Linked DNA regions of Mus musculus: all the other regions are linked to region 1. A link is a contact called in public HiChIP or PLAC-seq and promoter capture Hi-C data. All regions are on one chromosome and are shown on one strand. Each heading gives the region's core, a stretch centred on a gene start, on an enhancer-like site or on the middle of the called end of the contact. The rest is flanking DNA. Distances are from core to core; before and after follow the strand shown. Region 1 holds the start of Dhh (desert hedgehog). Region 2 holds the start of Nckap5l (NCK-associated protein 5-like). Region 3 overlaps Nckap5l (NCK-associated protein 5-like). Region 4 holds the start of Aqp5 (aquaporin 5).

The links. Promoter capture Hi-C pulls out the DNA fragments that hold promoters and counts their contacts. HiChIP or PLAC-seq counts read pairs in DNA pulled down with a chosen protein or histone mark.
Region 2: a contact with region 1 is called in an H3K27ac HiChIP or PLAC-seq map of microglia, with 5 times the contacts expected there. The contact joins the promoter of Nckap5l here to the promoter of Dhh in region 1. A contact is called at or near these places in 2 of 39 promoter capture datasets (hippocampal neurons and pre-B cells), 1 of 115 datasets of contacts at active chromatin or transcription factors (microglia) and 2 of 9 other capture datasets (liver and pancreatic islet).
Region 3: a promoter capture Hi-C map of liver shows a contact between it and region 1, with 2.3 times the contacts expected there. The contact joins the enhancer-like site here to the promoter of Dhh in region 1. A contact is called at or near these places in 7 of 39 promoter capture datasets (3T3-L1-derived adipocytes, embryonic stem cells, frontonasal cranial neural crest and 3 more) and 1 of 115 datasets of contacts at active chromatin or transcription factors (embryonic stem cells).
Region 4: an H3K4me3 HiChIP or PLAC-seq map of embryonic stem cells shows a contact between it and region 1, with 5 times the contacts expected there. The contact joins the promoter of Aqp5 here to the promoter of Dhh in region 1. A contact is called at or near these places in 2 of 39 promoter capture datasets (both in liver) and 1 of 115 datasets of contacts at active chromatin or transcription factors (embryonic stem cells).

Annotation. Positions count from the first base shown.
Region 1 is chr15:98,892,861-98,900,046 of GRCm38.p6, reverse strand. Dhh (desert hedgehog) reads left to right here and starts at 1,507. Exons shown (of 3, transcript NM_007857.5): 1 at 1,507-2,077; 2 at 4,973-5,234; 3 at 5,487-7,186. The coding sequence starts at 1,775. The coding sequence ends at 6,112.
Region 2 is chr15:99,456,308-99,463,260 of GRCm38.p6, reverse strand. Nckap5l (NCK-associated protein 5-like) reads left to right here and starts at 5,513. Exons shown (of 13, transcript NM_001001884.1): 1 at 5,513-5,629.
Region 3 is chr15:99,417,465-99,424,772 of GRCm38.p6, reverse strand. Nckap5l (NCK-associated protein 5-like) reads left to right here. Exons shown (of 13, transcript NM_001001884.1): 9 at 496-655; 10 at 739-820; 11 at 1,099-1,407; 12 at 1,495-1,637; 13 at 1,865-2,739. The coding sequence ends at 2,074. Among named protein-coding and RNA genes, the nearest start is that of Nckap5los, 12 kb to the left of the region's middle. RefSeq lists an enhancer at 3,216-4,819. Within about 2 kb of position 4,097, at least 174 of the 459 cell types and tissues checked have an H3K27ac peak or open chromatin away from gene starts, as enhancers often do. A contact at or near this core is called in embryonic stem cells, liver and pre-B cells, where this site is marked.
Region 4 is chr15:99,586,766-99,593,727 of GRCm38.p6, reverse strand. Aqp5 (aquaporin 5) reads right to left here and starts at 2,700. Exons shown (of 4, transcript NM_009701.4): 1 at 2,094-2,700; 2 at 902-1,066; 3 at 399-482. The coding sequence starts at 2,456. All of the region lies in intron 3 of Gm34765 (a long non-coding RNA gene), which reads left to right.

The DNA of each region.
Region 1 (7,186 bases), core at 258-2,757:
TGTTTTGTTGATGTCTCTCTGTGTCTGTCGCCTTGGCAGTCCTGGAACTCACTTTGTAGACCAGGCTAGCCTTCAACTCACAAGAGATCTGCCTGTCCCTGCTCCCCAAGGGCTGAAATTAACACCCCACCCCACCCCTAACGTTTATTTTATTTGTTTTTTTGTTTTGTTTTGTTTTGTTTTTGTTTTTGTTTTTTTCGAGACAGGGTTTCTCTGTGTGTAGCCCTGGCTGTCCTGGCACTCACTTTGTAGACCAAGCTGGCCTCGAACTCAGAAATCCACCTGCCTCTGCCTCCCGAGTGCTGGGATTAAAGGCATGCGCCACCACGCCAGGCTACGTTTTATTTTATAAGTATGGGTATTTTGCTTGTACCAATTGTATGCCTGTTGCCCGAGGAGACCAGAAGACAGCATTGGACCCCCTCCCCATCGGATGTGGAGTTACAGAAAGAAGGGAGTTAGCCATTGTGTGGGTGCTATGAATCTAACTCAGGTCCTCTGGAAAAGCAGTCAGTGCTCTTAACTGCTGAGCCCTGAAGGCCCTGGTTCTGATCCGAGCACCACACAAACCTGGTGTGGTAGTGCATGGCTAATTTCAGTGCTGGGAAGCTAGAGGCCAAAGGAGAAAACATTCGCTGTCAGCCTGCTCTGTGAAGTGAGTTTGAGACCAAGCCTGAACTACATACAGTAAAGTCTGTCAAAAGAAGGAGAGGAGGGATAAAAAGTGGGTATCTGGCAACCATTTGAGAGGACATAAAACTTGGAAAGTCCTGGCCTGGCAAGGTAGATCAGCAGGTAAAAGCACTTGCCACACAAGCCTGGTCAACCGGAGCTCAATCCCTAGAGCCCGCTGAGGAAGGAGAAGGTGGACTCCCAAAAGCCCTCTGACCTCCACAGGTGTGCTATGGCATGTGCTGGCAGAGACAGACACAGTAGGGTTTTTTTTTGTTTTGTTTTGTTTTGTTTTTGTTTTTTTTTTTAATGTCTCAAACTGGATTGTGTCAGGCTCTGTTCCCAAGAAGATATAAAACCACCAAGGAAAATGATCCTCTGGGATCTCTGCTTGGTTATGGATGAGTGTTGAGAGAAATCGGGGAGACTTGAGGAGGAGCACGGAGATGGGAGGCTTTGATGGCTTGCCCAAAGGGCTTGGATGGCCTTGGAACTCAGACTTCCCGGAGGACAGCAGAGGGCATGGCGTGCCAGGGTAGACTTTAGGAAAGCAAAGACTAGTGCCCAGGAAGATAGTTTGGTGCCTAATTTAGACTCGGAGGTAGAAGGATGCTTATCCAGGCAGCCAGGACTCTAAAGCTTCAGGGATTTCCTAAGCAGGTGCCTGCATGGTTTCCAGGATGGGACACACTTCAGTGGAGTAATGGAACAGTGGTGTCCAGTTGTGACTGCTAGATCCCCCGCCCGGGTGGGAGGGGGCGGGACAGCCCTGAGAGAAGGGCGGGGGGCGGGGCCCGGGACCACTTAAGGCGGAGTCAGGGCGTTTCTGGGAGCACGGGAGCCGGGCAGCAGAGACTGGCTGGGCTGGCACTCACCCTCGACCCACCTGCTCTGTAAATGGTAGTCTATCAGTAGTAGGTTCCAGGTTCCCCAGGGCATGTAGGCAGAGTTAGCGGCTGCCAAGTGTTCAGAGCCACAGCGCTCCAGGTACTCTGGGACCTTCTCTATCTGCGGTGCTCTTTAGCTCCTGCGGAGATGCCCAATTGACAGGAGAGCCAGTGAGGACAAGAACGCTCCCTTCCGACCCAAGTCCACGGCACCCATGGCTCTGCCGGCCAGTCTGTTGCCCCTGTGCTGCTTGGCACTCTTGGCACTATCTGCCCAGAGCTGCGGGCCGGGCCGAGGACCGGTTGGCCGGCGGCGTTATGTGCGCAAGCAACTTGTGCCTCTGCTATACAAGCAGTTTGTGCCCAGTATGCCCGAGCGGACCCTGGGCGCGAGTGGGCCAGCGGAGGGGAGGGTAACAAGGGGGTCGGAGCGCTTCCGGGACCTCGTACCCAACTACAACCCCGACATAATCTTCAAGGATGAGGAGAACAGCGGCGCAGACCGCCTGATGACAGAGGTAAGGAGAGTTTCTCCCCACCTGCTCTACCACACCACCAGCTCCTCAATTTTCCTACAACAACCCTGGAGGATGAACTGTTCCTTCATCCCCAGAGACCCTAAACTAAAATAAAATAAAGTGAGATCTCCTTCATCACACCCTTCAGGAAAGCAAATAACCTGGTGGCTGGATAGTGGTTCGGAGGTATCCAAATGGGGAGAGAGTCTGCGATGGGGAGGGGGAGGAGGAACTGCCCAGTGAGAGTGAATCTGGGAGAGGCTGGAGCGAGGGCGGGGAAAGGAGGATGGCGGCAGGCGAGACGGGAAATGGCTGAGGCGTGGACCGGGGGTCAGTCACCGAGCCAGGCAGGAAGGGCTGGGGTGAGCTGGGGGCCAGGAGCTGGCTATGATAGGTAGACTGCATAAGGCTTTACACTTAGCCTGGCTCTTGGCCTGATGTCCAAAAGCTCTGTGAGCCAAAAGAAGGGGGCTGGAAAAGAGATGGGCAAGAGTCAGGTTACCAGACCAGACCATCTACCTGGGGATGGGGTGGCCATTGTCCTTGGCACGGGAAAGGTAGCCTATACTAGGGTCTAAACAACAGACTTTGGGGTGGGGGTGACCAAAAAACAGTCCTCAGAACAGACAGACACACCTGAGAATCAAGGGTTTCTGGGCCATCTAAACTCACCTTAGCTTGAGGACTCTGCTTTGAATATCAGCTAGCATTCTGGGGTACATGCTACAGAGGGGCACTGAACCAAGCCGACTCAGTGGGCCATGGCTTGGAAGGGAAGGGCCCAGAGCCCCTATGGCCAGTGCTGTAGAGTGTCTGACAGGAAACTCAGAAGACGTGTTTCTCCATCCCACCCCACCCCTCATTTTATATCTGAGAGCTGGGCTGCAGGAGAGGAAAAGCAACTTAATCAAAGCCTCACAGCCAAATTGTAGCATTGCTGAGAGCAGGTTCAGGACTCCTGGTTCTCAGTCCTATCTACTTTCCATTACACCACCTAATTGTGTGTGCAAGGGGCAGGCAGGGTAGTGTGTGTGTGTGTGTGTGTGTGTGTGGTGTACGGATTTCCTCTGACTAACTGCATAGTTTTCCAGGTTATGTGGTTAGGAAAACCTGTACAGGGGAGAAAGAATTTCTTTCCTCTCCCTTCCTTTTCTCTCTCTCTCTCTCTCTCTCTCTCTCTCTCTCTCTCTCTCTCTCTCTCTCTCTTCTTTCCTTACTTATCTATTGAGACACTACATAGCCCTGACAGATCTAAAATTTGCTAGGTAGCACTCATAGAAATCCTCCTGCCTCTACCTCCTGATTGCTGGGATGGAAGGTGAGAACCAATTACTCCGAGCCAAGAATCCCCTCTTGTCCCAGTGATGAAGCCATCCTCTTTCCAGTAAACTGGGAAGGCCCTTCCCTTCCTCACCTTGGCCCTGGGACATTACAGTCCTTGCCTCTGGCTGAAACCTGCAGTAGAGGGATAGAACAAGCGACAGGCTTAGGAGGCCTCCAGGGGCCTGGGAAACCCCCCTAACACACACACCCAGTCCTGCTTATCTCCCACACCCTGACTGCAAAAGGACTCCATTGAGTTGGCTCTGTACTGGGCTACTGCCCCCGCAGGTCAGGGCCTTCTTAGGGGACAAAACGACACAAAGTTAGAAAGAGCTACCACTTGTCCAGTGCCTCTGCAGAGGTGAAGTTGACTAGAAAGAAGGGTAGGGGGCAAATGTCCCTCTAGCAAACACTTCCAGTCCAAGTTCGAGGTGAGAGACAAAGAAAAAAGTTGTTCTCGGCCGGTCCTCCTGCGCTCCTGCTCCTGCCTTGTCCCCGGCTCTGGCGCGCCAAGGTCTCCAACTCCCAGACCGGAGCAGCCAAGATAACTGTGGCCTCCCTCCCCCGGGGGTGCAGGCCCGCGGCTGTGGCTCCTGTTGCTCCACTCCCACCCTGAGCAGGGAAGTGGGGGCAGCTCCACGCCAGGGCAGCTCCATTCTCAGGTGCTTCTGCTCCCACGCCTTTCAGGGATGATTCTGGAACAGAGACGGGCGAGATGGGGGCTCTCAGGACTGACACAGTGGCAGTCTGGCCACGCTGGGGGAGGGGACCTGGCGGGCGGGAGCGGGGATGTAGGGCGCGGCGCTCTGCCCTTTCCTCTCCCTGAGCCGGGGCGGCTGAAAAGCGTCTTTGTAGCTGTAGCTGCTGAGTCCGCTTCTCCCGACGCGTTCCCGGCCTCGGCCCGAGATTCTCGCTTAGTTAAGTCATCCCGGAGAATAGCCATTGTGCTTCGTGCAGCCCCCGCCACCCAACCCTTTTTCCAGCAGCCTTGATCCCACGCGGCTCCTCTTGGGCACCTCTGTAGGGGCGCACCCAGACCACCAATGGGTTAACGCTAGAGGCTGAAAGGAGGAGGAGGAAGGAAGGAAGGAAGGAAGGAAGCAATGCCCAGTGCCAGGGAAGGCAACCAAACAAAAGATGAATCAGACGGAGGGAGGGCAGCTGGGGCCCGGGGCGGAGGTCAAGCTCAAATAGGGCTCGATTGGGGAGCCAGGCCCTCTCTAGCCAAACTTCCATTCTCCCTCTCTACTACGGTTCTCTCTGATTGTGATGAGGTCATGGAACAAATAGGGGTGAGGGGCGAGCCCTGTTAATGTGGGAATAACTAGGTATGTACACCCCCTCTCAACATCAGACCGGTTCGGTTCTCCAAGCATGCCCAGGCAAGGGAGTACAGACTGGTGACTGCACCTATTCACATCCTCTCTTGCCCACGACTCCCAAACGCTGGGAGAGGGAGTGAAATGGATCCAGAGAATAAAGATGCTTTAATGTTCCTTCTGCCTCGCCCTTCTTCACCTTGCCTGGTGATGGTGGGAAGTGGGAAACCCGCTTCTTTATTCCCCCCATTAGCGTTGCAAAGAGCGGGTGAACGCTCTAGCCATCGCGGTGATGAACATGTGGCCCGGAGTACGCCTACGTGTGACTGAAGGCTGGGACGAGGACGGCCACCACGCACAGGATTCACTCCACTACGAAGGCCGTGCCTTGGACATCACCACGTCTGACCGTGACCGTAATAAGTATGGTTTGTTGGCGCGCCTAGCTGTGGAAGCCGGATTCGACTGGGTCTACTACGAGTCCCGCAACCACATCCACGTATCGGTCAAAGCTGGTACAGTAGAGGCCAGATGATGGTCCATCCAAAGGGGGCTCTACCATAGCTTTCTTGCTACCCTAAGGGAGACCAACCAGGCTAATGCTTGTAAAAACACTCTTCCATTCCCACTCCTGGTGGGGCTAGATCCCTGGGAAATTAAGCTGTCCCGGGGCTGGTGAGGTCTACGTTGGGCTTGACCCACATCTTCGAGACTGTACTTGCACTGGCTGATCCGGACTTAATCCTTTTTATAATTGTGGCTTGCAGATAACTCACTGGCGGTCCGAGCCGGAGGCTGCTTTCCGGGAAATGCCACGGTGCGCTTGCGGAGCGGCGAACGGAAGGGGCTGAGGGAACTACATCGTGGTGACTGGGTACTGGCCGCTGATGCAGCGGGCCGAGTGGTACCCACGCCAGTGCTGCTCTTCCTGGACCGGGATCTGCAGCGCCGCGCCTCGTTCGTGGCTGTGGAGACCGAGCGGCCTCCGCGCAAACTGTTGCTCACACCCTGGCATCTGGTGTTCGCTGCTCGCGGGCCAGCGCCTGCTCCAGGTGACTTTGCACCGGTGTTCGCGCGCCGCTTACGTGCTGGCGACTCGGTGCTGGCTCCCGGCGGGGACGCGCTCCAGCCGGCGCGCGTAGCCCGCGTGGCGCGCGAGGAAGCCGTGGGCGTGTTCGCACCGCTCACTGCGCACGGGACGCTGCTGGTCAACGACGTCCTCGCCTCCTGCTACGCGGTTCTAGAGAGTCACCAGTGGGCCCACCGCGCCTTCGCCCCTTTGCGGCTGCTGCACGCGCTCGGGGCTCTGCTCCCTGGGGGTGCAGTCCAGCCGACTGGCATGCATTGGTACTCTCGCCTCCTTTACCGCTTGGCCGAGGAGTTAATGGGCTGAGCTTCCAAGGACAGAAGTCCTCCAAGCTTCATACGAAATCGAAACCGAAGCCCCAAGACCTGCTGGCTGAGATCTGGGGATGTGAGCCGCAGGTGATGCTGATAGGGGAGGGGGTGAGAAAAGAGAGAGAGAGAGAAAGGTGGGCTGTACTAGGAACTTCTTGGTTTAGGCAACTTTTACCCGAGAAGAGTGGTGTCTGGTCCTTGGTAACCGGGTTTGCTGGTAGGCACTCTTTAACGAGGACTTTTTTGCGTCTTCCCCAGTCGCACCGGATAATTTTATTTTCTATTTATAATTTGTAATATGATGACCTGCTTGCCCAGCCCACCAAGGTGAGGGCCTGGAGCTTGGCTTTAACACAGTCTGACCCAGCTAGCCAGCCAACCTGACGGCTCACACCCTCACTTTTCCCTGCAGGTGAGTTAATAAAGGGAAGGCTTTATTGGAAACCACCTTCACTCACCTCCAAAGAGGAGGAGAACCCGGACTAATCCGAGTCCACACCTTACTTCCAATTTGCCCTTCTTCCTCAGCACGATCTTCCAAACCCTCTTGCTGCAAAGGGTGTCCCAACCTGTCAGCAATAGACCAGCAATGTCCTGCCCCTTTTAAGGTACTGGTTCCACCCCTAGTCAGGACCAGAACTTCACTTGTGAGGATGCATACCAACTGTGAGTGGGGTGGGGCTAACCAAGGCAGCAGGAGGAGCACTTGGAGTCCTCTATTGTTAGCTATTCTGGCCTATCCCTGTAGGCTGTCCATTGATCATCAGCCTAGAGGTCATCCTGCCTGCTAAAACGGTCTGATTATTTTCTGGGATTTTGGTAGGCCAACTGGCGAACCATGGGTGTTCCTTACAATCCGCCACACATTTGTGGCCAAAATAAAGATTCTAGAGTGATCCAGAATGGTGGTCAAATTCCAGGAGTACATGCTTGTAATCCCAACACTTTGGAGATGGCGAAGGATAGAACAGAAAGATAATGAGTTCAAGGCTAACTTGGGCTGTATAGTAGAACACGCGCTTGCGCGCACACACACACACACACACACACACACACACAGACAGAGACA
Region 2 (6,953 bases), core at 4,264-6,763, 560 kb before region 1:
TCCAGCACCCCCTCTCCTCCTGCACGACTTCCTCCACCCTGGCTCAGTTACCCCCAGTTTTAATGACTCATAGATTCCATTAGTCCAAATCCTCTCTCGAACCTCAAAAGTATGTATCCAAAAGCCTACATTACTGTTTCCAATCTTTTTTTTTTTTAATTATTTTTTATGGGTATGAGTGTTTGAGCTGTGTACTACATGCCTGCCTGGTGCCTGCAGGGCCAGAAGAGGGAGTCGGATCCCCTGAAACTGGAGTCACAGGTAGTAGTGAGCGCCCGTCAAACCTGAATCCTCGAGAAAAGCATATATTCATTGTCCACAACGCTGGGTAACATAAAGCCAGTTCATCCTTCCACACCATCCCTTCCCCATCCCTGCCAGCCTCCTCTCCCCCAGCCTCTCTCCCGCTTTCATCACATGCATCTTAGCATCCTAACCTTTCCACGTCTTGGAACGCAGAGGAAATGGTGGGATTCTCTAGGCTGGATGATGCACTACAGTATATATAGACAGGATTGTCCTAAGGATTGAGGTTAACATGCAGTGTATCTGTAGCCTCTCCTGAGGAACAGCAGCAACTGGGAAGGGAGCACTAGGAAGGGAGCACTGGGAAGGGAGCACTAAGAAGGGAGCACTGGGAAGGGAGCACTAGGAAGGGGGAACTGCAAAGGAAGCACTCAATGTGGATAGGCAATTTCCAGTAGGGTACCTTCTGGCCATTTCTGTTTGTTTGTTTGTTTGTTTTCAAGATAGGGTTTCTCTGTGTAGCCCTGGGTGTCCTGGAACTCACTTTGTAGACCAGGCTGGCCTTGAACTCAGAAATCCGCCTGCCTCTGCCTCCCAAGTGCTGGGATTTAAAGGTGTGCGCCACCATGCCCAGCTGGGCTTTTTTTTTTTTTAAAAAAAAAAAAAAGATTCATTTACTTATTTTACATATGTGAGTACCTGTAGCTGTCTTCAGACACACCAGAAGAGGGCATCGGATCCCATTACAGATGGTTGAGAGCCACCATGTGGTTGCTGGGAACTGAACCTAGGACCTCTGGAAGAGCAGTCAGTGCTCCTAATCATGGAGCCATCTCTCCAGCCCCACTTCTGGGCATTTCAGTGCCAACCTGTTTGGAAGCAAGCAGGCCATCTAAACCTCTTCTTCCCCAGCATCTTTTATGTCAGTGAGCAGCCCTCCTGGCTGCAAAGTCTGCCATTTAAAGGTCTTGGCCTCCTCTCTGCGTCCCTCCCCTTCTAACCCCAAGGTCCATTGCTTCTACAGCTATGTATGCCATTTTCTTTGTTTGGTGTTTGGTTCTTGGTTTATGGCGACATGGTATCTCTATTATGTAGCTCTGGCTGACCTGAAACTCAGAATGTAGACCAGGCTGGTCTCGAACTCCCAGAGATCCTTCCCAAGAGGTGAGATAAAGGCATGCAGCACATACCCAGCCTGCCATATTTTCTGTGTCTCTAATACCCATCACTCCTCTCACAGTCCTGCCCCAGACCACTCACTTTCCCTCCTTTTCCCCAATTATTATAAATCTTTCTGCCTGGTGGCCCTGACTTCAGTCTGTCCAGACTGTGACAACAGCGATCTTTCCAAAATACAGCTCTGAAGCCAAGTGTACTGGCGCACACCTTTGATCCAAGCGCTGGGAGGCAGGCAGATCTCTCCGAGTTCAAGGACAGCCTCAACCCATAGGTCATGACCCCTTTGGGGGTTAAATGTCCCTTTCACAGGGGTCACATATCAAATATTCTGTATAGCAGATATTTACATTACAATCCATAACAGTAGCAAAATTACAGCTACAAAGTAGCAATGAAAATAATTTTATGTTCCTCACCGGAGCATGAGGAACTGTACTAAAGGGATCGCAGCATCAGGAAGGCTTTGAACCCCTGTCATAGGGAACTCCAGGCCAGCCAGGGCTACACAATGAGACCCAGTCTCAAAAACAAAACACAAAATATTAGCCTGATTATGCATCCTACCAGCTCTACCCCAACCCTCACCTAAAACCACACAAGAGTCTGCTTTGCTCTTAGGATACTTCTCACATTGGTACGTCTGCAAGTCATCCCTACTACTTAGCCTGGTACCATATGCTCAATGCCTGGCATAGAAAAAAACGTGCAGTAAAAATTTGGGGGACTAAGCCCAGGACCTCATACATACTAGGCAAGTACTCTCCCACTGAGCAATATCCCCATCTCTTTATTTACTTTTTATTTTGAGATAGGGTCTCATTTAATTACCTAAACTGACATTTGAACTCACTCTGTAACTCAGGCAGGCCTTGAATTTGTGATCTTCCTGAGTAGCAGGGTCCTTAAGCCTGGACCATTAGGTCCAACAAGAAGAAGGGGGAGGAGGAGGAGGAGGAGGAGGAGGAGGAGGAGGAGAAGGAGGAGAAGAAGAAGAAGAAGAAGAAGAAGAAGAAGAAGAAAAGGAGGAGGAGGAGGAGGAGGAGGAGGAGGAGAAAAGAAAAAAATAATTAAAAGATGTGAGCAGATCCATCATATCTTACCAGTGAGAGATTTCAAAGTACATTGGCAATGCTTATTCCTGTTGAGAAAATTAACTGAGCACTAGCCAGCACCTTTCTCCTTCTTAGTAGGAGTAGTAATATCTAGACTGTGTCCTGAAGTTGACCCAACCTAAAAAAAATAGGCAGGTTAGGGTATTCTGAGAAGCTAGTTGACAACCCAACTATCTCTTAATTCCAGGAGTTCTAAACTTGGCCATCTTCTCAGCCAGCACGGCAGCAAAGTGATTCAACGCCAACCTCTGAAGAGGGAAGACACCCAGCGCTAAATGGTCAACCACACAGCATTAAAGCAGAGAATGTGGGAAGGCAGCTGAGTACCCTGATGCCATTGCAGAGGACCAGGGTTAAGTCTCAGCACTCACAAGGTGGCTCACAATCACCCATTATTCAGTTCCGGGAGATCTGAATTCAAATGCCACTGTGAGTAGTGAGGGCGTGGCTTTCTAGGGTCATCATCACTATATACGCAGTTATGCCACACCATCACACGGGTGTGTAAACAGCAGTCTACAGCCCCAGCCCCCAAGAAGTCTTAGCTCATCTTATTACAAACAAGGGAAGGATGTCATTAGTGATGCAGACTAAGAATGGAGAATAATCAATCTTGGGGCTTCAGACTTTTAATAAATTGATTAGTAAAACCGAGTCAAAACGTAGCAAGCCTCACCCAAGAAAATAACCGTGGAGCGCTGCTACAGCTTCACAGCTGAAGCCTGAAGCCTATCAAAATAGCAAGTGCTCCAGGGCCAGCCAGGAGGGCAAGGCCATGGACAAATGCTCTGTCTGTGCCTACTAAATAAGGGTGAGCACATGAAAGAGACAAAACAAAACATAAAACAAACACTCTAAGCCGGGCAATGGCGCGCACCTTCAATCCCAGCACTCAGGAGAGAGGCAAAGGCAGGTAGATCTCTGAGTTCGAGGCCAGCATGGTCTAGAGAGAATTCCAGTACACTCAGTCTCGATCAACCAACCAACCAAACAAACAAACAAAACAAAACAAAACAAAAACCCAACCAATCTAGATGTCATTTGCTTCCAAAAATTCAGTCACCTGCAAAACATTTAAAATAGTTAGAAATACCTGACGGACTTAAGATTTCCATCCCAAGACGCAAGAACCGCAGATACATCATTTGTGTTGGGCTTCAAAACCCTTTGAGGGGAGATTGTGTCTAATTATTGTTATCCCCCCGGGGTCAGCACATTAATCCCTATTCCGTAAATACGGGATGACTGGCCAAGGATTAATCAGTCCTGTAGTGTCCAAAGGCACCCTCAAAGAACATCAAGAAACAAGATGAAGAGGGAGTGGAAGGCTGTGGATTTGGCTCGGCACCAGAGTGCATGCTTGGTGTGTGCATGCATGCTCTAGGCCTGGTGGCACACCTGCGGTCCTGACACCCAGTACATGACACCTGTGTCCTGACACTGGGGGGCAGAGCGTTGGAAGTCTGCCTGAATTGCACAGCGAGACCGGAGGTGGTGGTGGTGGTGGTGGTTGTTGTTGTTGTTGTTGTTGTTGTTGTTGTTGTTGTTGTTCTTCTTCTTCTTCTTCTTCTTCTGTTGTTGTTGTTTAATCCAAAATGACTCCCTTATATAAATGCTCATTCTGTTTTCCAGATAAAACCTCTTGCATTGCCCCCCCCCCCCTACAAAAGAGGATTTGCTTGCTATCCCACTCTGGTAATTAGCTTCTTGCCAATCACTTGTCTTTATTCCTGCCTGGGTCCTACTCAAGTTCTCCATCTTTAGACTCCCACTCTAAAATGCCTTCTTCAGAGAGGACCCCTTAAATGCATCCCAGCCAACCTGACCACCCTACATTCTTGTAGGGCACCCGTTCTTTTACTGGACTAATTTTGCTTTAAGTCTCATTTGTACACCTAAGAGAGAAGCAATATTAATAAAATATACAAAGTGTCCAAAGATACCTCTGAATTCCCCTGTGTGCGCATCCAGGCCAGTTAATACAGTGCATATAGCTGAGGATTATAAGGTATCCACCGAAGGGCAAGGAAGTGTTTAAGGACCAAAATGGAGACAGAAGCTATAGGATCATGACAAGTTCAAGGTCAGCCAGGCCTATATCATGAGTTCCTGGCTAGCCAGAGTTAGAGATCCTGTCTCAACCAATCAGTAACAACAAACAGACCAAGGACAACCGTACTGAGCTCTTAAGTTGCAAAGGCCTGCAAGAGTTAGCTTGTTTCCTCCCGGTTAGTGAAGTGACTGGACTGTACTTTCTTCTTCCCTGACAGAAAGTAGCTAAAAACCAACCACAGTCTCTTTTTTCTGCACTACAGATCTACCTGCCTCTGCCTCACAAGTGCGAGGATTTCTCATGAGCAACCACGCCTGGGTCTGCCTTGCTTCTTAAACCAGCACTGCTTTCTACACATGTGCCTGTTCCTCGCTTCCAGTTTCCAGATTTCTGGGAGGTCCCCGACCTAGAGATGGAAAAGAGAGGCGGGTGCATTTCAGGCCAAGGAGACACTCAAGCCTCTTCCTGTAGATTTGCACCTAACACGTATGCAGCAAATTACAAACACGCTCTCAACCACATACACGTGCACGCCCAGACCCACGGAAGCAGACGCGCATGCCCGTGGGCCCGCGCAAACCTACTTAGTTTTCTCTGTTCTAAATGCCCCGGCTCCAGTCCCACTCGGCCGGGCCTGGCATCCCGATCCCCAGCACCAGGAGCACCGGGAGCACCGCGAAGGCTTTGCAGGTCAGCTCCGGCCTGAGGAAGAGTGTTTCTCCGCAGGGGGGAGGGGAGGGGAGGCCCTGCCCACTCGGGCGGAAGCGGCGCGCGCCGGCCGGGCAGACTTAGCTCTCGTCCTGGGAACATCTGGATAGAGCTGGGAGGGGCAGGCACCCAGGCTGAGCGTGGATTGGCTGAGCGGGAGGAGGGAGGCGGGGTCTGGGCGAGGGGCGGGGCTCATTGGCCCCTTTAAAGCCTTGACATCAAGAGGTGGCTCCGGTACCCCCCTTTTCCTGCACCCCCCTCGCCCTCCCGCCCCCGAGATGCGGCCATGGACCCTGTGGACCAAGCCAGTCGAGCTCAGCACCTGATTTCGGTAAGTTCAGGCCTGTTTGGCATTTAACGGGCTGAGAGGTGGGGGGCCGCACGCCCCGGGTGGGGGCCGCGGAGTGTGGAGTGAAAGGCTCTCGTGGCAGCTTTGGCTGGAAGGGGCAGCGAGCGAGGCTTCCGGCCCACACCTCGACGCCTGCCGGTCCCTCGCGCTGCACTCTCCCAGGAGGGGTCCTGTTGTGACTTTGTCCACCCCCCCACCCCACCCCCTCCCGCCCCCTGCGCCATCCTCGCGCACACTCGGTGGCCCCGGAAGGGAAACTTTCGGGAGTGGGGGGATGTTCCGGTGGCGGGTGTCCCTCCCTCTTTGAAAGCACTGACCTTGCCCCCACTGCGCATCCCACCCTCCCCGTATCCCACGGTCCCGGTAGCGTTTAGCGGTGCTGGGTTGCGGAGGGAGGGGGCTCTCCCCAAAGCGCAGGCGCAGACTGCAGCCCGGGGCACCCCTTCGCACTCCTTCCAGTCCCTGTGGCCCGGGGCTGTAGGGCGTGGGGGAGGCGGGGAAAGGCGGAGTGACCGGGTCTTGGGAACCACCCTGCTGAGGCTCTGAGGGGCTGTGGGAAGAAGGGAACCCGACAACCTGCATGCTGAATAGAGGCTGAGCGAAGGAGATGGGTTGGGCTGGAGTAAGGGACAGGGCAGCCCCGACTGAAAAGGTTTCTGGGTTTGGGCTGGGGTGCTGAAAAGAATGCAGAGAATTTATTTGTGCCTGACATTCCCTTGGTTTAGCAGGCCCAGGAGAGCGGCAGTTGGGACCCCAACTCCCTCTTTTTATATCCTGGGCGGAAGGCCCCTCTTGTCTCTCTAGCCTTGGCGCTGTCCCAAGGGCACAGAAGGCCTTCATCTCCTAAGCCTGGTTTTCCAGAGGGCTCACATGAACCCACCCAGCCTGCCCAACAGCTGCTTTTTAAAGACCGCCTTCCTCAGGAGCTGGAGGTTTTAGGCTTGAAGGCTTCCTTAGGTTTGGAGGCAATCTTTGATTTCCCTCTCCGCCAACTCTCCCGTTCTCCAGTGGGCCCTCCTGCTTAAACACAATTGTCAGCCAGAGGAAGTGGTTGGAGACAGAGGCCGGCAATCAGGACTGGTTTGAGGAACCATGGGGAAGGAGTCTCTCACTATTGTGTGCTCAGGCCTCTGAGGGGAAGTGAGCATTGTACAATTGCTTTGTTGTAGACCCTCTTCAATCTTACAGGACCCCCCCCCCTCCCAATCTGGCCTGAAAACCTGGCTCTCAGATTTTTAAAACCCATCCCTAGTGTGTGAGCAGAGTTCCTTGTATTCCCACATAGATTGTTTGGTTTTGTTTCCAG
Region 3 (7,308 bases), core at 2,848-5,347, 520 kb before region 1:
AAAGGGGAGGGGAGTCATTGTGGCCCATGGTTTCTAGAGATCTAGGGGCCACATCTGGTGATTGCCTTCTGCTTCCAGAGTCCTGTGGCAACCCAGAGTGTCATGGGACGAGGCACGGAGTGTGGTGCTTGGCATCTGCCTCGTGAAAAGCCACCAGTCACAGGGGTCTGTGCCCTCATGACCATGACTAATCCTAGTTGCTTCCTGAGAGGTTCTGCCTCTGAAAGCATTTCCATCTTGTGTGCTTGTGTGAGACGGGGTCTGAATAGGTAGGCTGGCCTGAAACACTCTGTGTAGACCAGGCTGGCCTCAAATTCAGAGCCCGACCTGCCTCTGCCCGGCACTGCCCAAAATCATCCCTACCCTAACGCCTCCTTAGGAAAGGTACTTTACAATACCTAAAGCCTTGATGGGCACCAGCTAAGCCTGGACCTTAGCAACTGCTAAGCCCGGGAAGCTGGGCCTCCCTCACACCCATCGCACTCTTGTCCCTAGGGTGGATGGCAAGGAGCTGCCCCCCAAGAGCTGGCGGGAACCCAAGCCTGAGTATGGGGATTTCCAGCCAGTGTCCACTGACCCCAAGAGCCCCTGGCCTGCCTGTGGGCCTCGGAATGGCCTGGTAGGCCCACTCCAGGGCTGCGGAAAACCTGGGAAGGTAAGTTCTCGCTCAGTGCCTGTGCAGCGGGGGGGCCTCGGGAGGCTCTGGAATGGACACTCAGGTCTCCTGTACCCACACAGCCCAGCAGTGAGCCAGGAAGGCGGGAAGAGATGCCCTCTGAAGACAGCCTGGCGGAGCCAGTTTCCACCACGCACTTCACAGGTCAGCAGGGTTCCCTTCTCTCCTCATTCCCTGCCCCCCCCAGTAGTGCCAGGTCCTGGGTAGCATCTTAGTGCTCAGCCATGACTGTTGGGGATGTAGATCTCGGTGGCGGTGGAGAAATGATTCTCCCTGCCCTGAGGGGCACCTGTGCGAAGCTGAGGGGGAGTAGCAGGGGTGGGGTGAGTTCTGCAGGAGGAGCCTTTTGGGCCAGGAAAACCCTGAGTGGGCTGGCCTGAGCCTGAGCCTGAGCCCCATTCTGTGTGCCCTCTCCTCCACAGCCTGCGGCTCCTTGACTCGAACCTTGGACAGTGGCATTGGGACCTTCCCACCCCCAGATCACAGCAGCAGCGGAACCCCCAGCAAAAATCTCCCCAAGACCAAGTCACTGCGCCTGGATCCCCCACCAGGGGCACCCCCAGCTCGGCCTCCAGGCCTCACCAAAGTCCCCCGCCGTGCCCACACACTAGAGCGAGAGGTGCCGGGCATAGAGGAGCTGCTGGTGAGTGGGCGACACCCCAGCATGCCAGCCTTCCCTGGACTGCTCACAGCTCCCCCAGGCCACCGAAGCCATCAGACCTGTCCCGATGGTGAGTGTCCCCTCAAGTGGTAGGGCATCCCTAAGAGGCTCCTTGGAGCCGGACCAATGCATCCACTTCCCCCTTCTTCTTGGACAGATCCCTGTGAAGACCCAGGCCCTCCCCCACCTGTCCAGCTGGCCAAGAACTGGACCTTCCCCAACACCAGAACAGCTGGCAGCTCCAGCGACCCCTTCCTGTGCCCACCCCGACAACTGGAGGGACTGCCTAGAACCCCCATGGTAAGGCCACAGAAGGGAGGAGAGAGAGGCCTGGGTGCCTGGAGGGAGAGACTGGGAGATGGATGTCTCTGAGCTGTGTACAGCCAGCCAGCACCTCCTCTGGAGGTGAGGATAAGTTCGCCCACCCATCCCATTTTGGAAGAAGGCTTCCATTATTCCTGCCTCTGTGGACCCCCACAGCAGTCAGGGTGGCTACGATTCCTCTCTGAGCAGTACCTCTCCTCTAGGCCCTGCCCGTAGACCGAAAACAGAGCGTGGATCCCAGCCGCACATCTACACCTCAGGGCCCAGCATTTGGAGGCAGTCGTACCCCCAGCACGTCGGACATGGGCGAGGAAGGCCGAGTGGCCAGCGGGGGCGCCCCCGGGCTGGAGACCTCAGAATCCCTAAGTGACTCCCTCTATGACTCGCTATCCTCCTGTGGGAGTCAGGGTTGAGGGACCGCACCCACTACAGTTCCTCTGGAGCTAGGGACCCTCAACGACCTGCTTCCGCGCTCCACGCCCCACGCCTTTGGGCCGGTGAAGCTTGACCTGAAGGGACCAAGGAGAAAGAGGATAAGAAGGCGATGGGGGGTCCCTGGCGTATGCCACTGCTGCTGTGGATGCGACAACCATGCTCAGCTCAGGGAGAGACCTCATCCCCAGTCCCTTGACTCCCCCAGAGTAAGGCTCTGCTCTACGGGACCGGGGGCTCCAGGCTGCTTTGTCCCAGCTCCCACTTCAGGCCGAGCCATCTTGCGGTGCTAGGCTTCCTGCCCGCCAGCTGTGCCACCTCTGCCCAACCTGGCTGCAACCCTGCCCCAAAGCCCCCATGGGGCTGATTTTGGAAGCCCCAGGCTTATGGAGTTTGGGGGTGAGGGGGACAAGTCGCCTTCACTCTGCCCTGGTCCTCCCTGCTGTCTGAATGGTGCTGCCTCCCTTCCCCACATCGTGGGGTCTGTTTGTCTGTCTTCATCTTTGTTTTTATATATATATATATATATAAGCGCCTGGCCCAGTCCCCACCCCTACCCGCACTGCGGTTAATTTATCTGTTGTTGAAAAGCAGCCCTGCTTCTGCAGCATCCCTAATAAAACGTGGAGGCCTCTCCCCACCGTGACTGTTGTGTGGCAGCCCCCCCTTTGTGCTTGCTGGCTTCTCTATAATCCTTCGGGTGGACTGGTGGGTAGGTCCAGGGACCCTCGGGTGCTCTAATGAGGCTCTGTGCCCTTCCCCTGGAGGAGCTGGCTAGAAGGTGACTTACAGTGACCTGTGTAGATCTGAAGCCCAGAGGATGTCACTGACCAGAGGGCACACAAGGCCATGCAGCCTTGGTGAGAAAGATGGGGAAGAGGCCTGTGATCATGCGCTCAAACCTCTCTATGCTCCAGGTTGGGGACTGGCCAGTTCGGAGCAGTCCCACTGGCTTTATATATAGACACGGGACAGTCAGTGACTACCCAGGCCGAGAGGGGAAGAGCCTGAGAGGACTACCCTCACACCGGCACACTATGCTGTCTCTCAACTCACTTCCTCGTGCTTTATAAACCATCTCTATATGACTCGGGAGCACTAGAAGCCAAGGATATTTATCACCAGAGCTGGCGTTCCTAAAAAAACCTATCACTACAAACCTTGGTTTTCCTCATCTGTATATTAGACTGAGAGGCCAGGTGGCCCCGCCCCATCAGCAGCCTGAGGCCAGGTGGCCCCGCCCCTGTTCTCCTTCACGCTCTACGCTCCGCCCACATCTGCCATCTTCCCTTAGCTGACGCCATCACTGAAGAAATTAACAAGACCAGAACAGGGTCTGACAATGCAGTTTTGTCCCTGCCCCTTCCTAGGTGTACTAACGGAAGTCTGCATCTTGGTTTCTGACCAACTCCTGACTGGTTTCTTGACCTGTTATTGCCCTAAGCCTGATGCATTACATCATTTCCTGTTAGAACTGCGTTGGCCTCCTAGATCCCATTCCTTCCTGGAAAGGAGTTTGGCATGGTGGGCTTTCATCTTCACTTCAAAGCTAAGACCAAAATCCATGTTCTCGACAGGGTCTGCTCAGTATGCTAGGAATTTGAAAATACCAGGTGCCACCTCGGTCCCTGGGTCAGAATGAGTTGACTGGAGAAATGTCCCAGGGCAGGATAGGCTGCAGGAACCATAGTGGTCCCGGGAGGCAGCCCTGCCCACCATGGTCAGCCATAGCCCACATGACAATCTCCCCCTCCCCCAACTCCTGCCTGATCCCAGTCAGCCATAGCCCACATGACAATGGCCCCCCTCCCCGGACCCAGGGCTCGGTTCCAACTGAAAGAATTTGAGGGCGGGAGCATGTGGGTTTATTGATACTCCAGGGAGCCCGGTTTCTTGGCGCTCAAGGAAAGCTTTGCTGAAAACCTCCTTGATCATGGCTGGGGCAGAACACTTGGTGTCTCGGTTTGCAACAGCTGCTTGTAAAGTTACTGTGACCTCACTCTCCTCAAGAACAATGGGCGAATGTTCATGTAAGACCTCAGCCGGGTTTCCCAAACACAGGAAGTTCAGACTGCCAGACAGCTGCCCTCCCCCAAAAGGCCAAAGCCAAAAGGCGGGAAAGAGGCGGGCTCCGCACACTGGCACCTCTCCTTTTGCAGGAAGCCCCCCGCCCCCACCCCTCCCTCCGCGACACCCACACACACAAAGAAAAAGAAAAAAAAAATAGCCTCTCTAAGGCTGCCAGGGGTTTATTTTATTTCCTTTTTTCTACTTTTCCCCCCCACAAATAGTATGTTTTGTTTCCTTTAAAAAAAAAAGTTTAAAAAAAGAAAACATGCTCTGTAGCAAACCCCAGCTCTAGATCCCCGCCCTTATTCTCTGGGGTAATTCAAGTGTATAAATAAATCTCTTAAAGCCAAAAGTTCACGGTAAGTACTTGTGGGGTCGTCTGTGATTTTAGGGAAGGGGACCAGCTGTTTTTTAAAGATTTATTTATTATTATATCTAAGTACACTGTAGCTGTCTTCAGACACACCAGAAGAGGGAGTCAGATCTCATTAGGATGGTTGTGAGCCACCATGTTGCTGGGGTTTGAACTCAGGACCTTTGGCTCGGAAGAGCAGTCAGTGCTCTTAACCACTGAGCCATCTCTCCAGCCCCGGGGACCAGCTTTTTAAAAACGTTTTAATTATTAAAGACCTACAAATCTGGGTTGATTCACAGCCCTCTGTCCAGTTTCAGGGTACGGTTCTTGCTTGTGGGAACATGAACCCTAGTTTCAAATAGCTGGCACCTACATAAAAGCCAGGCTTGAAGGTGTGTGTCTATAACCTCAGCACTTGGGGGTGGGGGAGGGGGCCAAGCCAGGTGGATATCAGGACTTGATAAGTAGCCAGTTGGGTCAAATGGTAAATCGCAGGTTCAATAATAGATTGTCATAAGAAGAAAGCAAGGCCCAGCGTGCTAGCACTTAGGAGGCAGAGGCAGGCAGATCTATGAGTTCTAGGACAGCCTGGTCTTCAGGGTGAGTTCTAGGACAGCCAGGCCTACACAAAGAAACCCTGTTTCCAAAAAAAAAAACAAAAAACAAAAACAAAAAAGAAAGAAATGGTCTTTTGGAAGCCAGGTGTGAGGTGTTGACACTTTGGCATCAGCATCTGGGAGGCAGGAGGCCAGGCCTTCCTGAGCTGCAGAATGTAGTAGCCTCAGCTACAGAAGACCCTGTTTCAAAAACAGTCAGACCCCTGTACAGACTCAGGGGTAAAAGGCCCTTGCCACCAAGCCTGACTCACTTCTCCAGGCCCACATGGTGGAAGGAGAGAGCAGACAGCCATCGGTTGTCCTCTGACTTCTGTGTGCTACGTACTTGCTCACACATAAATATATTTAATTAAAATAAAATATGTAAGTATATATGTTTTATAAGAATATATGGGGCTGGACAGATGGATGGCTCAGTGGTTAAGAGCATTGCTCTTCCAGAGGTCCTGAGTTCAATTCTCGCAGCAACCACACTGTGGCTCACAACCATCCGTAATGGGGTCTGATGTCCTCTTCTGGTTTGTGAAGACAGTGACAGTGTACTCACATAAAATAAATAATATCTAAATAAAAAATATAATATATATTTATAAGAAATATATAGAAGCCAGGCATAGTGGTGCACACTTTTAATCCCAGCACTTGGGAGGCAGAGGCAGGCAGATTTCTGAGTTCGAGGCCAGCCTGGTCTACAGAGTGAGTTCCAGGGCTGTGGTGGTCTACACCTCTAATCCCTGGTCTACCTCACAAGTTCCAGGACAGTCAGGGCTACACAGTAAGACCCTGTCCAAAAGAGAAAAGAAAGTAATGTGGTCTTAGTATTTTTAAGACTTTAGTTTGGATGCTTATTAGTTTTTTGAGACACAGTCGTGCTATGTAGCTCAGGCCTGACTCAGACTTGCCATTCCCCTGCCTCTGCTTCACCAGTGTGAGGCTCACAGGTGTGTATCACTAAGTTGTGTTTCTGAAGCGATGGCTTGTGTGAATGTTTCCAGTGTGGTATCATCTTGTCACTCTGCCACCTCAGGGGCAGCCATGTTTACAGTTTGCCCAGCAGACACTTTAAGCCTTTGATTTCATCCCTTAAGGGTAGAGGATGTGGGGGGGTCACCACAGATGGAGTTTTGGGGATACTTCCATCCCATCTTCACGGGGCTGGAGCCAGTGGAGGACGGAGGATGGGCGTCTCTGACACCAGACTTCAGAGAAAATGGGTTTTTGTGAGAGAGTATAGCAGGGGCACACACTGGTTTCAGGTCGAGAAAAGGAAAGTTGTAGGCTTAACCCAAGGGAAGCATTGCTGATGGGGGAACTGGGGTGGCGAGTGGAGGGCCAGTGGCGGTGATCTCTGGCTCCAGGGATAATACATAAGAACACTCACCCTTGACAGTGCGCCAGCACTACCTCGGGCGGCCATGTGTGTGGATACTCAGCTAATCCTCTATACAACCTCTTCATGTGGGTGATCCTGTTACCCGGGTCTGATAGGGTAGGGAGAGCCAGAACGTTTAAAACGTTAAAGCCTGTGTATAGATCAGCCGTGATTCAAGCCCAGACACGCCGGCTCCAGAGCACACTCAAAACGACACCAGATAACACTGGGGGGACTGAAGTGAGAGGACGGAGAGTTCCAAGCCAGCCACAACTACAAAGCCAGAGCAAGACCCCGCCCCACCCCACCCCGCCCCACCTACCACCAGGGCCCGAGAGCTGGGTCAGTAGTGCAGACTGAAGAGTCTCTTCCAGGAGACTCAGTAAGTCTGGTACACACGCTGGATGACTCCATCTCTGGGGAATCTGACACCTCTAGCCTCTCTAAGCACCTACACCCACGAGGAGCACACACACACACACACACACACACACACACATATTGGGGTAGTCACTCAGTGGTAGGACGTTTGTTTAGCAACAAAGTCCTGAGTTTGAAAAATGAAGAAGGAAGCCGGGCGTGATGGAACAAGCCTTTAATCCCAGCACTCAGGAGGCAGAGGCAAGCAGATTTCTGAGTTCAAGGCCAGCCTGGTCTACAAAGTGAGTTCCAGGACAGCCAGGGCTACACAGAGAAACCCTGTCTCAGAAAAAAAAAAAAGAAAGAAAGAAGGAAGGAAGGAAGGAAGGAAGGAAAGAAAGAAAGAAAGAAGGAAAGAAAGAAAGAAGGAAAGAAAGAAAG
Region 4 (6,962 bases), core at 1,451-3,950, 690 kb before region 1:
CAAGCCCCAATATCTCCATAGGGACAAATAAATACAGCATCAGAGGACAGATACACAGAGGGGCAGACAAAGTCCTCAGATTAACACAGACCCCCTGATGTAGCTTCAAGCTTGGCTAACACATGGAGACGCTGTCAAGGGGTACAGTCCCAGAAGAACAAGCCCCAATATCTTCATAGGGACAAATAAATACAGCATCAGAGGACAGATACACAGAGGGGCAGACAAAGTCCTCAGATTAACACAGACCCCACCCCCACTCCCATGTACTTCTAAAGACATTCTCTGTCCAACCCCCAAGATCTGGTCCGACAACACCCAGAATGTCCAGTCAATTCTGGATTTTCAGTTCAGTACGCTGCCGTGTTTTCAGGAGCCGGGGGAAGGCCCGCACTCACCCAGTGAGAGGGGCTGAACCGATTCATGACCACCGCAGGGCCGAAAGATCGGGCTGGGTTCATGGAACAGCCGGTGAAGTAGATCTGGGTAGATAGGGGGGTCACGGTGAGGAGGGTGCCATCCCTTCCACTCCCACAGAATTCTGACTCTCTCTCAGGGTCACACAGTGTGGGAACCAGCCACACCTCAAATCCAGGTTTCTCAGTCCCTAGGATGCTGACTGCCCACGCAGCCCAGCTGCCCACCAAACCACATTTCTTAAGCACCTGCTCTGGCTTGAGTCTCTGTGCTCGCCCTCCCTTCCACTTACTCAGCTTCTCAGTCCATGGAGGGTCTTGGGGGGGGATGGGCAACATCAAACCTAGAGTCCAGTAAGGCTACAGCTTAGATACCCAAGACCAGATCTTAAACTCTATCGGGTCTTATCTATCTGGAGGAGCTGGCATTCTGGGGTTCCACTGTTCATCTCCATGACACCCCGGTTTGTGCCAGCACTACTCACCCCCACAAGATGGCCCAGTGTGACCGACAAGCCAATGGATAAGGCTGGGGAGCCCACCGGGCTGGTGCGGCGGGAGTCCGTGGAGGAGAAGATGCAGAGGGCCAGCTGGAAAGTCAAGATTAACTCCACCACCACGGCCTTGCCTGGTGTTGTGTTGTTGCTGAGCTGCAAGGAAGAGCTGGGTTAGGACCCTGCTAGCAGCCTTCAGGCTCGGTGACAGGCTAGACAAGTAAGGTTCTGGTCTTCAAGGACACCTAGAGCCTGAGCTCTTGGAAGTCAAGTCCCCTGCATGATCCAGACAGGCGATTTGTTGGAGAAACTGCACTTCAGTGTGCGCAAGCTTGAAGCTCAGGCCTGTAGCCAGAGGGTAGGGTGTCAGCAAGTTTTCCTGGGTGCCATCGTGTCAACGGCTCTGCCCAATCCCCAGCCCCCATGAGCTGGCATTTACCCTCCCTCCTGTGGGCAGCTGCCCAGTTTGCCTACTGCAAACAGCCCCTGGCCTCCTATCCATGCCTGACCCGCTGCCGGTGCCAACTTCAAACCCGTCTCTCCAGTGTGTCTGACTCACAGCTTGACAATGGCCGAGAAAATCCTCCTCTGTGTTTGATTAATGAGCCCAGTTCACATGGGACAGGGGGCTGAATCTAGGGCTGCAAAGATGGAGAGACAGCAGGGGGGCAGGAGCAGGGGTTACAAAAGGGGGAGCCAGCACTGGGGGTGCATCACATCATGGCTTCTAAGTGTAATCCCCAGGGCACTGGCTGTGCTCTGATCACCTCCATGTCATGGGTAGTAAACTGGAAGCCCAGGGAGATCACGGTTGCTCCAGACCTCCATCCATCACTATCCATGGCTCCTTGGTGGGTCCCTTAAAACTACACCACCAAGGGGGGTCACAAGAAAGAAGTCACAGGTGAGATTAGAGATGGAAGGGATGTTTTGGCGGCCCTGGGGAGTTAGGCCAGGGAATGCAGCATAGGAGAGGGAGGGGTAGATGAGGGAGAATGTGAAGAGAAGCCAGGACCCGGGAGCACTGAGGTTGGCCAGGAGGTTGGTCAGCCTGCTCTTACTGGCTAAGTTATGCCCTGGTGTTTTGGTTGTACCCATTCTCAAGATGGAGGAGCATGGAAGGTCTGGTCTGAAATGTCCCCAGGGTCCCTGCCCATCCCTCCACAGTCTGGTGGACACTCACCGCATTGACGGCCAGGTTACCCCGGGCATTGCCTGGCGCCAACCAGTACAGGATGCCTGCTCCAGCAATGGCACCCACCAGCTGGGCTGCCACGTAGAAGATGGCTCGGAGCAGAGAGATCTGGTTGCCTATTAAGAGGGCCAGAGTAATGGCCGGATTGATGTGGCCACCACTCACAGGTCCCAGGGCTTGGGCCAAGGTACCTATGGCCAGGCCAAAGGCTATGGAGATCTGCAGAATGGTGGGCAGCGCCGAGGGCCACTTGAGTGCCGAGCCCAGGCCAAAGAAGACGAAGATGAGGGTGGCCAGGAACTCTGCGAACACGGCCTTGAAGAAGGCAACTGAACACACCTCCTTCTTCATGGTGGCCTTGGGGGCCCGGTGGCAGCGGCTGCGTCGCGGGGCGGCCGTCGGGGCGGCGCTGGCAGCGGCGGGCGTCTGTCTGCGGGGCTCTGCGCGACGTGCGGTGCCCACTCCGTGGCAGGCGGCCTGGCGCGGACCGGGCAGGGGCGCGCTATATAGAGGGCGCGCGCCCCGCGGCGGGCAGAGCGCGGGGGGGCCGGGGGCGGCTCCCGCGCCCAGAGGCCAGCGCAGCGCGCAGGGAGCGAGCCTGGCGGGCGCGCGCTCGCAGCCCCCCGCCCCGCGCACCCCCGGCCCCCCGGCCGCACAGCGGCGGACCCGCCCGGGCCACGTGACCCACGCGGCAGTGTAGACTGGCCCGGCGGTCTGGGTCGCGCGCATCGTGCGCTCAGCGCTGCTCCCGCGCCCTCCTGGTCGACGTGCGTGCTGGGCTCTCCTGGCGGCTGAGCGCGGTCCCGGCTCTCCTCTCGCACCGAGCTCTGGAAGTCCCTCTCCGGCCGGCCTTTACCGGCGTCCGGGGCCGGCCGGCAGCCTTCCCCTTTTCTCCTCCTTGGGCTCGCGCGACCGGAGCATCTTGACCCGGTCGGTCTCACCCACGGACGGGTCAGAGTGATGAGAGTCTCTGAGGACAGCGCCTCTTAGCTCCTTATCCGCCCGTGGCGGGGGCGGTTCGGCGATCGTGGGCCTCTCCCCGGTCCAGCCCGGCAGGAGCGGGGGCGTTGGATCGGGAGTACAGTGCCAGCCTGCTCTGCGCTCGGCAATCCTCGACGCCGCGTGTGGCGGTGCCTCTAGGCAGCGGGCTCTAGGAGGCGTTCTCAGTGGTAGCCCTTGGGGACCCTGGGGTGGTGATCAATTTGGGTTGTTTGGGCTTAGGGAAGTGCCTGAGACTGGGGTCAGAGGAAAGGGTCTTGGCCTCTTCTGTTTTCAACCCAGAACTCCATCACTTTAGTCACACTAGACCTCCGGAGTGGCTGTTTGCTTCTTGTCCCTGTTGGTCTTTCTCCCAACGTGACAGTCTCAGTACCCCCATCCCCACCTCTCTTTGTCTCTCTGTCTCTTTCTGTGTCTCTGGCCCTCTCCCTCCATGTGTTCCTGCGTTTCTGCGCCCTCTCCCCACCAGTCTTTTAGCCTTGTCTCTTTTCCTCAGTCTATCACCCTTTGACTTCTGAGTCTTCCTCTTTCTGCCTGTCTCTCTGACTCTTCGTTTCTACGTTTTCTTCCTTTTTTTTAAAACGAGCTGTCCATTACTGTTTCTAGCTCTATCTAGTTCGCCTGCCTTTAGCCTCTTTCAATCTGCAGGTCTTTGTTTCTGCCGGCCTATCTCACTTTCTAGTTTGCACACTCATACAGTTGGTTTTTCTCGTCCCCACCCCCACTCCATCAAGTCCTTGCACTCTTGGACTGGCCAACACATTTTTCTAGTTCCCAGCTTCCTCTTGTCCTTTTTTTCTTTGGGCTTCCAGACCCTCTCCATTGCTTCTCCCAACCCTCCACCTTCCCCCTCCGCAGGTTTGGCATGTGTAGAAGGAGATTGGAGGGAGGACCTTCTAGGGTTTGGGGGCAGGGCAAGGACCCATCCTCAGGATCCCAGAAAAAGAGCTGCACTCCCTCTACCCCGTACGGTTAGTGTTTGAGCACTTTGCACCGTTGCACCGTACCAGCCATAGAGCAAGGCCCAGGAAAGTCACCTCATGTCTTGGTCAGTTTTAAAAGCCTCCTAGGGTAATTGAGCCCTAGGGTGCAACAGAGGAAGAGAAAAGATACACGTGTCCAGCAGGGGCTGAGGGTGGAGCCTAAGGAAAAGCAAGAACGGGGAGGAGGAACTTTGGGCCAGGTGGCAGCTAAGAGGCCAAAGAAAACAGGGTCCAAAGAAACCCCACTATTGTTCCCGTTCTGCCTGGCATTTCCTGCTGAGCGGCTCTTCCCCAACGGCCCTGGTCAGGTGGACTGTTCTTTTCTCCGGAGTCGCAGGGCTATGCCCCCAGCAGAGCAGGGCAGTGCCTCCAGGATCAGAGACCTTCAGGCCAGACATCTTCCTGTGGCTGCAACTCAATTTCCTTCCCCGGCCACCCTCCCTCTTTTTGAATGCATCTTCTCTGCCCAGGCACAGTCTTCCTGGATCCATAGGTCTCACAATCTGTCCTTTTAGAGCGGGCTGGTCTCATGTGCTGCCTGGGAATTTGAGCCTTCTCTTTCCCAGCTAACAAAGGACCGAGAACTTGTTCTGGCTGGGAATATAGCTCAGTGGTAGAGTTCTTGCCTAGCATATGAAGGGCCCTAAGTTCAATGCCCAGTACTGGGGGATAGGGGAGAAAAGCTAGTTTTGGCCAGGCATGGTAGCTGTTATTTCCAACCTTCAGGAGGCAGAGACAAGCAGATTGCTGAGTTCAAGGACAGACTGATCTACATAGTGAGTTCTAGGTCACCCAAAGGCTACATAGTAAGACCCTATCTCAAAAACAAACAAAACAAACAAAAGAACTAGTTCTTGACATTTTATGGATTAAAAATATAGATTTGAATTGTCTCTACTTTGAAAGTGATTTAATTTCAAGCAACTTTGTGAGGAGTCCAGAAGTCAGAAGTCACTGGCTCAGGCTGGGATGGAGACCACAACGTGCCACACAGACTTGGTCACAAGGAGTCGTTTTGGTGTAACTAAGGAGGCTCCATCTGTCAAGGTTACCCCGAGTGGCAGCCGATTCTGTTTCCAAGGCTGTGTCTGAGATCTTTTCATATCTCTGACCATCAGTCAGGGTCACCAGATCTCTTACTGGGGACAAGGTGTGATAGAATTACTGGTAAATTTTGGGGAATATGGGAAGAGAAAGGAACCCCTGGCCACCCTTGCCCTAGAGTGTGGGCGAAGCTCCCGCCAGCTGAGAACAGTAAATGCCAACACATTTAGCAACATCTGCTTAAGGCCTTTTTCCTCTCACAGTGTAAATGCTCAGTTTCCTAGGTCTCTCAGGAAGGACCCCATTCACCATGAAAAGCTATCCTAGCCAACTTGTGAAGTCGTGGTATCTGTTGCCCGTTCCTTATCTCACTGTAACCCCATCTAAGGCTCCTCTGAAGCCACTTAATAGTCTGTTATAGAAGGGGGGACTCACTGGCTCAGAGTCACTAACTCCAAGGCAATAAACATTTGCTTAAGGCTTCTTCCTGCCCTGTTGTAAACCTGTAATTTTCTAGGAATCTCACCAGAAACACCCTTTACAGTAAAACAATGCATTCTATTCCCCCCCCCCCCCACCGCCACCCTAGTGGTTTCTGGTTTTATTTTATCAGATTGTAATCCTATCTCTCCAGTGCCACCTCCAGAGCCACCTTGAAATCTCATTTATTGAAGAAAAACCAGTTTCTTAGCAACCCTCTGAGAGTCACCAAAATGTTATGTATGGTGACTACGTAGACATGTCATTGGGACTCTTTATGGAGAAGTCCATACCCACCCACTCAGGGGTCTCAGTTTTTTCTTTCTCTTAATGGACTCCAACTCTGTTTCATGCTGGCTTCTCCTGGAGTTCTTTTCTGTGTCGAAGCCAAGGATCCAATTTTAACTAAACATTAAGGGAACTCAGGCACTTTTGGGTAACAATGGGGCTGTGATTCTGTCCCTTCCTCTGCTGTCATAGATACTATTCTTTAGAACTGGGCACTGGAGAGATGGCTCTGTGGTTAAAAGCACTGGCTGCTCTTCCAGAGGACCTGGGTTTGTTTGATTCCCAGTGCCCACATGGCAGCTCACAATAGTCTGTAACTATATCTGAGGGATGTCCTCTTCTGGCTTCTGTGGGCACCAAACACTCACATGGCGCACAGACATATATGCAGGGAAATGTTCACAACACATAGGACAAATGTAATAATAATAATAATAATAAATAATAATAATGATAATAATGTCTTTGCCTTGTGCACTCAAGGTCCTGGCCTTCCTGCTCAAAGGAAGCCCCCCTGGGAACTTTTGGGCTGGGAAGGATGGCTTCCCACTTATGGTAGAGGGACTAGAATCTTTCAGAGAAAGGCCTTTGTTCCATCTCTCCTCATCAGGGAACCTCTAGATTCCCTGGGTGGAAATGCTGGGGACCTGGGACTGTGTCTGGCACCTGGGCTGTACTGACCACTTCTAAGTTGTGGGAGAAAGCATTTATTGACAACTGGGCATTTACTGAATGCTCGCTATATGCAGAACCCCGATGTATTGACAAACGAGTGCTTACTAAGTGTTTACTCTATGCAGAACATTGAGTTAGACAAGACCAAGAGGGAAAGTAGGTAAGAGAATGTCCTGCCTTGGAGAGCTTACACTGCCTGAGAGGATGATATATGGACAGGACCACAGCTTGGAGATACAGACATCGAAGCAACTTTTGGAGGTATGAAGCCCTTGGGCACAGAGTAGGAAAGGATGCTACTGGGACAGAGTCAGCCTCTTCCTCCTGTCAGCCCAGAGCCCTGCATCCCCCAGCTTGGGGACCTGGAGGCCTGTCCCGCTGCCTTCAT